Regions from separate parts of the Zea mays genome. Here region 2 is linked to region 1. Evidence: chromatin contacts called from public Hi-C data. All regions are on one chromosome and are shown on one strand. The core of a region is the stretch at or near the end of the contact, and the rest is flanking DNA. Distances in the headings are between cores, read along the strand shown. Region 1 holds the start of LOC732814 (DNA mismatch repair protein). Region 2 overlaps LOC103642826 (CLIP-associated protein).

What was found. A called contact is a pair of places that touch in the nucleus more often than the background predicts.
Region 2: a contact with region 1 is called in a Hi-C map of tassel, with 2.2 times the contacts expected there. The contact joins the enhancer-like site here to the promoter of LOC732814 in region 1. A contact is called at or near these places in 5 of 25 Hi-C or Micro-C datasets (ear, endosperm, leaf and 1 more).

Annotation. Positions count from the first base shown.
Region 1 is chr10:131,827,345-131,831,638 of Zm-B73-REFERENCE-NAM-5.0, forward strand. It overlaps LOC732814 (DNA mismatch repair protein), which reads right to left and starts at 2,367. Exons shown (of 22, transcript NM_001112428.1): 1 at 2,012-2,367; 2 at 1,428-1,560; 3 at 1,243-1,340; 4 at 1,058-1,133; 5 at 434-553; 6 at 267-314. The coding sequence starts at 2,121. LOC103641830 (a long non-coding RNA gene) reads left to right here. Exons shown (of 3, transcript XR_560521.3): 3 at 1-256.
Region 2 is chr10:131,914,642-131,918,935 of Zm-B73-REFERENCE-NAM-5.0, forward strand. It overlaps LOC103642826 (CLIP-associated protein), which reads right to left. Exons shown (of 21, transcript XM_020545733.3): 16 at 1,218-1,322; 17 at 1,055-1,129; 18 at 912-980; 19 at 742-810. Among protein-coding and RNA genes, the nearest start is that of LOC103642826, 12 kb to the right of the region's middle. Within about 2 kb of position 2,535, at least 3 of the 20 cell types and tissues checked have an H3K27ac peak or open chromatin away from gene starts, as enhancers often do. A contact at or near this core is called in endosperm and tassel, where this site is marked.

The DNA.
Region 1 (4,294 bases), core at 1,117-3,616:
GGATGCAATGAGTGAAAAAAGGCCAAGACAATCAAGTGAATGAGTGATTGGATCCTAACTGATGTATAAAACCCAAATAAGTTTGTCATACAACTCCAGAAAGGCTTACCTTAGCTCCTACAGTTGCAGAGCACTTTTGGGTTGTTGGAACAGTTATTTTCGTAATTTTAAAATTTACAGAGACATTTGCATTCATATGTTACAGCAAACAATGAGTATCAATGAATGCATTGTGCCGAGAAATGGGAAATGACTTTAAATCTTACCACGGAATAACCACATCGAGTCAAATCATCCAATGTCTGCCGTAAATTCTGCAAGTGAAAGTCTTCATTTGCTTCATGATACTACTACAAATACTGATATGTTGGCTCTAAGAACTTTGGTAACAAATCAAAATTACAGAGCAGAAAAATGCTATATTAAACCATACCACGACTGGACACCCAGCTTTAGGAATACTGTCGGAACGCAAACCTCCAAAAGGATTTAAGCCTGCATGCTCTACGAGAATACAGGCATCAAAACCGATAGCTTCATAGAAATCTCCTACCTGAGTAACAAAATCATCAAATAAAATAAATTGTTATTATTTCCATTCCAATATTATAAAAACAATTCAGAACATTAATGAAGTTGACAAAAGGTCAAACTATTTAAATAAATTTCATGTCTTGGATCGGAGAGAAAAAATTAACAACAGGGAGCAATATAATACTTCTGGATGTTATTCTGATAAAATGCTGAGAGTGAGTCTAATTATATTGAGAGCTGTGAGGTGAATTGGTGAAACAGATAAAATTAGTCTATGCACCACGAGTTGCACCACATGTAAGATGGCAAATACCTAGCAAAGTGCATATAGCACGGTATCACATGTCACCCAGATCCCTGATATAGGTAGCACACATAGATGAGATGGTTATGACAAGGTATGTCGGGTATGACAGCATTAAGATTCCATTTCCCCTTCCACTAAAAGTCTATGTGATACTGAATTTTTATCAGAGAATCATAAAAAACATACAACTTAATGGAACGCTACATCAGAACATACTCTGCAAAGTAGAACCTCACGAGGAAATTTTGATTTAAATACCAAAATCTCCATGTTCAGGGTTCCATCTTTCAAGCTGAACAAATAGTGCAGTATTATGTCAGTGATAACATCATGTGAACCTTTCAAGATAGAAAGAAAAAAGAGCATAATTATGTCAGCCACGCATAAAGCATATACCACACCTTCCGTTTCTTAAATTCGGATCCAACCCTAATATATTTGAATACACAAGCCTCTGAGTCAATTGTATGGATGATGGTTTTCTGCACCTCTCCATTTTCTGAAACATCAGATAGTATAGGATCAATAAATAACAGAAGAAACAGCCTTGGTGCATGGGGTAGAGATATCAGCTGTTTGCAACGACCTCTTTCCACCACATGATATGCGACAGCATACTTTCATCACAGTATTCTCCCTGTTTGTTAGCTTTCCTGGACGCCACTGAAATGCCTCGTGAGACCTTCCTTGGCTTGGACCAAGCCCTCCGATCGAACATCCTGGAGCAAAGGATCATCAAGATTACAAGGCAATGTAAATGGGTCAAAATGGTGCGATACTAAATCCAAATTAGTGAAAAGTATGTAATCGCTTCATTATTCAGTGGAAGGGACTTCAGTTACATGGGCTAACAATTTGCCACCAATCAAGTCACATTACACATCTGTGACATACCAAACTGAATTGCTTGTTCCTTCTACAAGTATCAATATAAATAAATTCAAATTTTATGCCAATGATCCAAACGCGGACCCAGCTACTCTCCTCGGTATTTTGTAGCTAGTAATTGTACATGTTTAGTCCGAGTTTCAGGCAGTAACCAAGTTGGTTATCGGTGTCCAGTGGAATGACATTCTTTTAACGATTCGCAGGAGAGAGAAAAAACGAGGCTCAATCACACCCAAACCCAATGCCCCAGAGATAGGGCCATATGGAGACAGCGAAGCTCACAGCACGGGAAGAGGGGAGCAGCGCGGCCGGCGGCGCCGGAGGATGGAGTCGGCGAGGGGCAGCCATCGCGGCGTGGCGGCCACAAGCGAGCTCACGAGCACCCGGTGCATGGCGCCGGCGCGGAAGAACGACGGCTGGCTAGTGCAGTAGTGCTTCGAGGCGCGCGTCTCCGTGCTGGCGAGTGGCGTCGTGTCCACGCTGGAATGGGAGGCGGCGAGGGGCGTGGGAAGTGATGGGAGAGGCGGAGCGGCAGGAGGGGTGGGGTTTTTCAGGCGTGCCGGGGCGCGAGAGTAGTGAAGGAGGCGAACTTGGGGAACCGCGGAGGTTCCCGTCGCACGTTTCTCGGGGTAGTGCGCACGCCTCACGACTCTCTCTTGCGGTTTTGACTGGTTGGGCCCGCTGGGGTCACGGGCTCACGGTCCCCGGGCGCTGGCAGGCCGCCAGCCCGAGTTTTTTTTATGTTGGTCCTTTTTAAGAAAAAAATCGTGTTTAATGTTTAGACCCCTAGATAACTTATTTCTGCATTTGGACTCGTTGCTCAATATCATAAGTTGTAGCACCAAGGTAACACAAGGCCGCTAGCGTCGAGGGCTGATGCAGCACCGACATGGCACTAGCTCGGCGCCATGGATCTGTGGCGCCGAGCTAGGAAGGCCTATAAATCGGTTGTTTCCTAGCCGAGAGCTGCACCCAACCATTTGTATCTTCTTCCATACCACCCAGAGGTGCTCCAATCTTCGTATTCGAGTTGGAAAACTTTGAAGACCAAGGTATAGTGTCTCACTGATTCATTTGTTACGTATATTGCGTTGTATGTTTTCGATTAATTAGTTTTGATTGTTGCTCATATTGCTATTAGTTATGAATCCTATGATATATGGTTCATATAATGACTACAGTTTGTTAGATAATTTATGAAATACATGTATTTATAAGTTAAAATCATTTCTGTTATTTCTATATAGTTGTGTTAATATATAATCGTTTGTTAGATGAAAAGACATGTATTAGGAGTCGTTGTGGCAGAAGAGAGATCGTCCTCGGGAGTTGTATCTGGATGTATCTAGTAAGGATGCTCATGTTCCTCCTGATCTTCCTGTACCTAATTGTGACTGTGGCAGACCGCCTTGGGTATGTCAATTCAAATATCTAGACACGGCTGCTCGCTGCTTCTACACTTGTGGCGTTTTTAACATATGTAGCTTATGACTTGTGTGTTATTGATGTTTACTACATGTGTACTAATGCTTCATTCCATTTCTGTAGGATCACTTGATGTGTTTTCCAATGGATCGACGGTCCTCATAAATTTGACCATCGATATCTCCTTTTCGCTAATTGGTTGTCCAGAAGGAATATACAGTGTTTTAAGCGTTGGGTGCCTCCTCCCCCGACACGACACCAATGACGGATGAGAAGAAGAACTTAGTCGCAGAAAGACGACTGAAGTCTCCGCCTCGGTGTGATTGCGGAGATCGTGTTGTCTTATGTAAGGACACTGTGAAGTACTTCGTGTGTCCCAACAGTAATTATGTGAGTGCATAACAAATGTCCAAAATTTTGTTATTTTTTCACAAATTTACTAATTTATTCCCCTACGGCCATACGGTGGGCGTAAGTGTAGTTTCATAGAGTGGTTGTATGGTCCTAGGTCCCATTGGCCTGAGCCAGAGGCAAAGAAAAAGAAAAAATGAGTGGCGGTTTTAATGAAGCTAAGTATGGATTAGTTCCTTCTGATCTTGGTGTGGGTTATTTTTGGACATGTGGTAGATTACGATGAGGTTGATATTGCTTTTTGATAGCATCAGTCGTAATGTTGCATTCGTACTTACTGTTTTTTGTGTAGGAGACGAGGAAATACAGTTAGGAAATCTAGCAATCCATTTTTCACCTTCATCATTTGTTGTATCTTTTAATTCCTTCAACTTATCCTCGAATAACGAAACCTCCAACTGTCGACAGACCTCCTCAAAAAGGGGGGAATTATTCTTGGTACAACCCTTTCGAAAAAGATTTTCTACTAGGTGTCGAGTGCTCCATCTGTGGTGCATGGGTGTGTAGCCAGGAATCTGCTCTTGCACTACATTAAGAATACCCTGGTTTCTGTCATATATGACACCAATCTCCCGACCAGGGCCCACGACATGGATCCGAACAAGTCGCAAGAACCAAAACGAACTATCTCTGTTCTCCCTCACCACCAAAGCAAATGCCAAAAGAACCAATGCGTTGTCCACGTCACATGAAATGGCAACCAACAATGTGCCCCTATACTTCCCAAGC
Region 2 (4,294 bases), core at 1,285-3,784, 87 kb after region 1:
CAGAGAGAGAAAGTACAGAGAGGCAGAGATTACTACTCCCAAACAACCTTGACTACAAGCGCGCCACAATCATAAGGACAAAATTCATTTCAACTAACATGATTTTCTCAAACTTTTACTTCATTTTCCTCCAGCCAGTAAACATGACACTCTTGAATGTCGCACTAGGGAATTACCAAAAAAATGTTAAATATCAAAAAACACAGATTGATTAGCATCAATAGTGGCTAAAGCTTTGAAGAAAGAACACAATATGGTTCTGCATAAGCACCCAGGGTATCTAAACTGAAATAAGTACAATGATGGTTTTTGGTGAAGCAACAATAGCTAGTAGGGCAGTGTCAAATCCTTTTAAAGCAAAACAATATTATGACCTCAAATTTAGAATTGGGATTGATACATTATCACATGATGCTCTCTACACTGAATCAAAACTGTAACAGACATAGGCACTTCCTTTGTTAAATCATTATAAAGTCTATGTTATGTGATTCAAATTAGGTGTTGTTTGTTTCACATAATTGTAACATGATGGGTAACAGATAATGTTAAACCATGTTTGTTTAAATCCATGCATAATCAGATACCACAATAAAAATTGATACCAGCCTATTTAAAGTTATTACCGTTGTCATTTGAGTGTGAATCATTACTGTTACCATTTACGTTACAATTTCTGAACCAAACAGCACCTTAGTGAGAAATGATCAGACAGCAATACCAACTGCAAATATGAGATACCTTTGTCAAACAGTTGATACACACAACAAGTATCTTCTCATCATCACTGACCAATAGAGGTACAATAACCTGCATTAGAACCAAAAGATCTTTAACATAGAAGTATAGTAAACTGGACTGAATAGAAAGGGAAGCAACAATAATACATAAGAATAAAATTTTGTACATACATCAAGACATCTGAAAGGGTCGTATTTTGCCAATAGAACATTTAAACATTGGTTTGCTTCATTTGAAATCTGCACAGCAACAAAGAAATTTTAGCACAAACAATCAAGTATGCGAATTACAATGGGTAAAATGAAGGCAATACCTTGGCCACTGCATCTTTGGTCACATGCAGAAGTTTTTCAAGAACGATCTCCGTAGAGTCTTCAATTGCATCTTTCTGGGAGAAATATATTTGTAATGTAAAAAAGGAGAGTAGACCAACTACCTAATATTGTTCATGTTCAAAAAAAGTAGAAAACTCAGACCTGATTGTTGAGCATCTCAGCAATCAAAGATAAAGCAAGCTCCCGCATGGATGAATCAGAGTCGTCTAATACCTCAAGCACAACCGTTAAGATTTGATTGAAATACTGTTGCAAGATTGAAAGGCCAGCATCAGAAAGCAAATAATGATTGGAATCCACATCTAGATTACTTTATACTTGATCTACATGATGTGCACCTTCAGTAGTCATCATAAAACAGAAAGCTCACTAAAAAAAGTGAAAAAGAAAAGAAAACAACATAATATGAGAGGGAGGGAGCAAAATTCTTTCAAGACGAGGCACTTTAGTTTCTATAGTTCAAAACTATCAGTAGTAATCGACCTAGGTCATGCAGCGTATGGTAAGGTCCAATGGAAACTGGCAGGGAACTGCAAACCTCCTACGAGGTCCAAAAGTGAGCAAGGTTCAGTGAAGTTCTAGTACCACAGCAATGGGAGAAACTGCTAAGATGAAGAGACTGCAGCAAGCAACAATAACCACATGAACTGTTAGAATACCCGTTTAGGGTTTGGGGTTCTCCCCGTGTAACTACCCTCTCACCCCTTTCTAATGGGCCTAGTCCAGATACCTCAAGTCCATTAATACAACTCTCAACCCTATTCCAGGGTTAGGGTTTCCCACATAGTATAGAGCCTAGTTTCTTTCCTCCCACCCAGCCGCCGCCCCACCTCCCCCCTGCTGCCCCCCCTTCTGGCCGCTGCCGCCTCTCCCTCTCCAGCCGGCTGCCGCCGGCCCTCCCTTCCTCCCCCCATGGACCCACTCAGCGCTGCCGCCGCTGCCCTCCGGGCCCCTGGCGCCGTCGACACCTACACCACCGAGGCTGCGGCCCTCAGCACCGTCGCCTCTGTCGCCTCCCTCCCCCCGGGCGTGACAGTCTCCAGCGCGGCCGACCCCTCCTACACGGCGCAACCGCCGCTACCTCTGTGGTCGGCACCGGCACCGCTGCCGGCGCACGCAAAGCCGGCCCCACCGCGCCCGGTGCCACCGCTGCTACCGCCGCGGCTGGCCTTCTCCCCAGCAGCCTCTACGACGGCCTCGGCTTCCACGTCTACCCGGCCTCCACGAGTGTCCTCAGTGCCACCACGGCCCCCCAGGACCCTCTCCCCGACCGGCTTCTCCAGGCAGCCGCCCCCCGGCTTCACCGCTCCTCGCCTGCCTGTTGCCGACACCACTTGGGCCCCACCACGCGTCGTCACGCCGTCCACCGACTCCGCTCCGGTCGCCGCCATCACCATCATCCAGGTTGTCCTCGCCGCCTCGCAAGAGCGCGGGCGCACCGCGTCCCTTGCCTTGGAGCAAGAGCGTGCCATGGGCGCCGCCCTGACCGCCCGGATGGCCACCGCACAACGCATCATCCTCGGCCCTCCTCCAGTCATCCATGAGACTCCTTCACCCACTCCCGAGTCCCCCCCCCCTCACCTCTGGACTCGACGCCGACCACATCGCCGCCCTCCACGCACAAGCCGTCGGACTCCACAACATCCGGTCTCTCGTGTCCATCGTGCGGGACCCGTCGTCCTCCCACTACCCTCGCTGCCGGGGACAGGTCCTCCTCACCCGCCGCCCCACCGTCTCCATCCTGGTACCTGATGGACAACGTGGTGCTCTCGTGGCTCCACGACACCATAACTGTCGAGCTCCAAGACATCATCCTCGGCCAGGCGGACATGGACCGTCAGGCGTGGCTCGCCCTCGAGGAATAGATCCTCGGGAACCGGGACGCTCGGGCCCTTCACCTCGACGCCCAGTTCCACCAGTTCTCTCAGGGGGCCTTTCCGTGGGGGAGTACTGCCACCAGATGAAGGGCCTAGCGGACTCCCTCCGCGACCTCGGCGAGCCGATGACCGACCGTACCTTGGTGATGAATCTCCTGCGTGGCCTCACAGCCCCCGCTACGGCCACCTGAAGGCTCGCATCAAGAGAACTGTGCCCTTTCCCACCTTCCAATGTCGTGCAAAACGAGCTTCTCCTTGAAGAGCTCACCATGGCGATTGAGGCACCCACTCCGGCCCCGACACTCTACAACGCTCCTCCTGGCGGTCAGGCGTCTTCCGGGGGGTAGGCCCCTCGCACTTCCTCGACCGGGGCCCCCGCTCGCCCTCCTACTGCGGCACTTGTGGCCACTCGTCCGGCTGCACCGCCGACGGAGGTCGTCGCCCCCGCAAGGGCGGACACGGGGGTGGCAGCTCCACCCGCGGAGGTTCCACCGGCCTGGGTGGTGTCCAGGGCTGGCCGTCGTTCTACCAGAACCATCTCCATGTGGTCGAGTCAGGCCCCAAGTGCCTCCAGTCTTCCGGCACCGACTCTCTTGATCGCGCCTCCTACAGCGCACCTCCACCGCCTGCCTACGACATACCTCCCCCGTCGACCTAGGCTCCGCCTCAGCTCCCGCCTCCAAGGACCCCCACCACGACTCCCTGGTCTCTTCCGACCTGACATTGCCTACACCGTCCTAAAGGTGTGCCTGCATATGCACACCCCACAGGAGCCCCATCTCACCGCTCTCAAGCGGATCCTGCTACCTCTGTGGCTCCCTCGACTACAGACTCCTACTCCGACCATCCTCGATGTCGGAGCTTGTGGTCTACACCGACGCTGATAGGATCGGCTGTCCCGACACGTACCAGTCCACTTCCGGCTATGTCGTGTTCCTGGGCGCCAACCTTGTTTCCTAGGCCGCCAAGCGGCAACCCGTCGTCTCCAGCTCCAGCGCAGAGGCCGAGAACCGCGATGTGGCCACGTGGCGAAGGCCTCCTGGATGCGCCAGCTACTCCACGAGCTCCACAACCCCCTTCAGCGCGCCACCCTCGTCTACCGCGACAACGTCAGCGCCGTTTACCTTTCCAGCAATCTCGTGCAACATCAGCGCACAAAGTACGTGGAGATCAACCCGCACTTCGTCCGTGAGCATGACACTGCAGGTGACGTTCGGGTTCTCAGCGTTCCCACTATGCTGCAGTTCACCGACATCTTCACCAAGGGGTTACCGTCGAGTGTATTTTTAGACTTTCGATCCAGTCTCGACATCTGTACAAGATAGAGTTGCGACTGTGGGG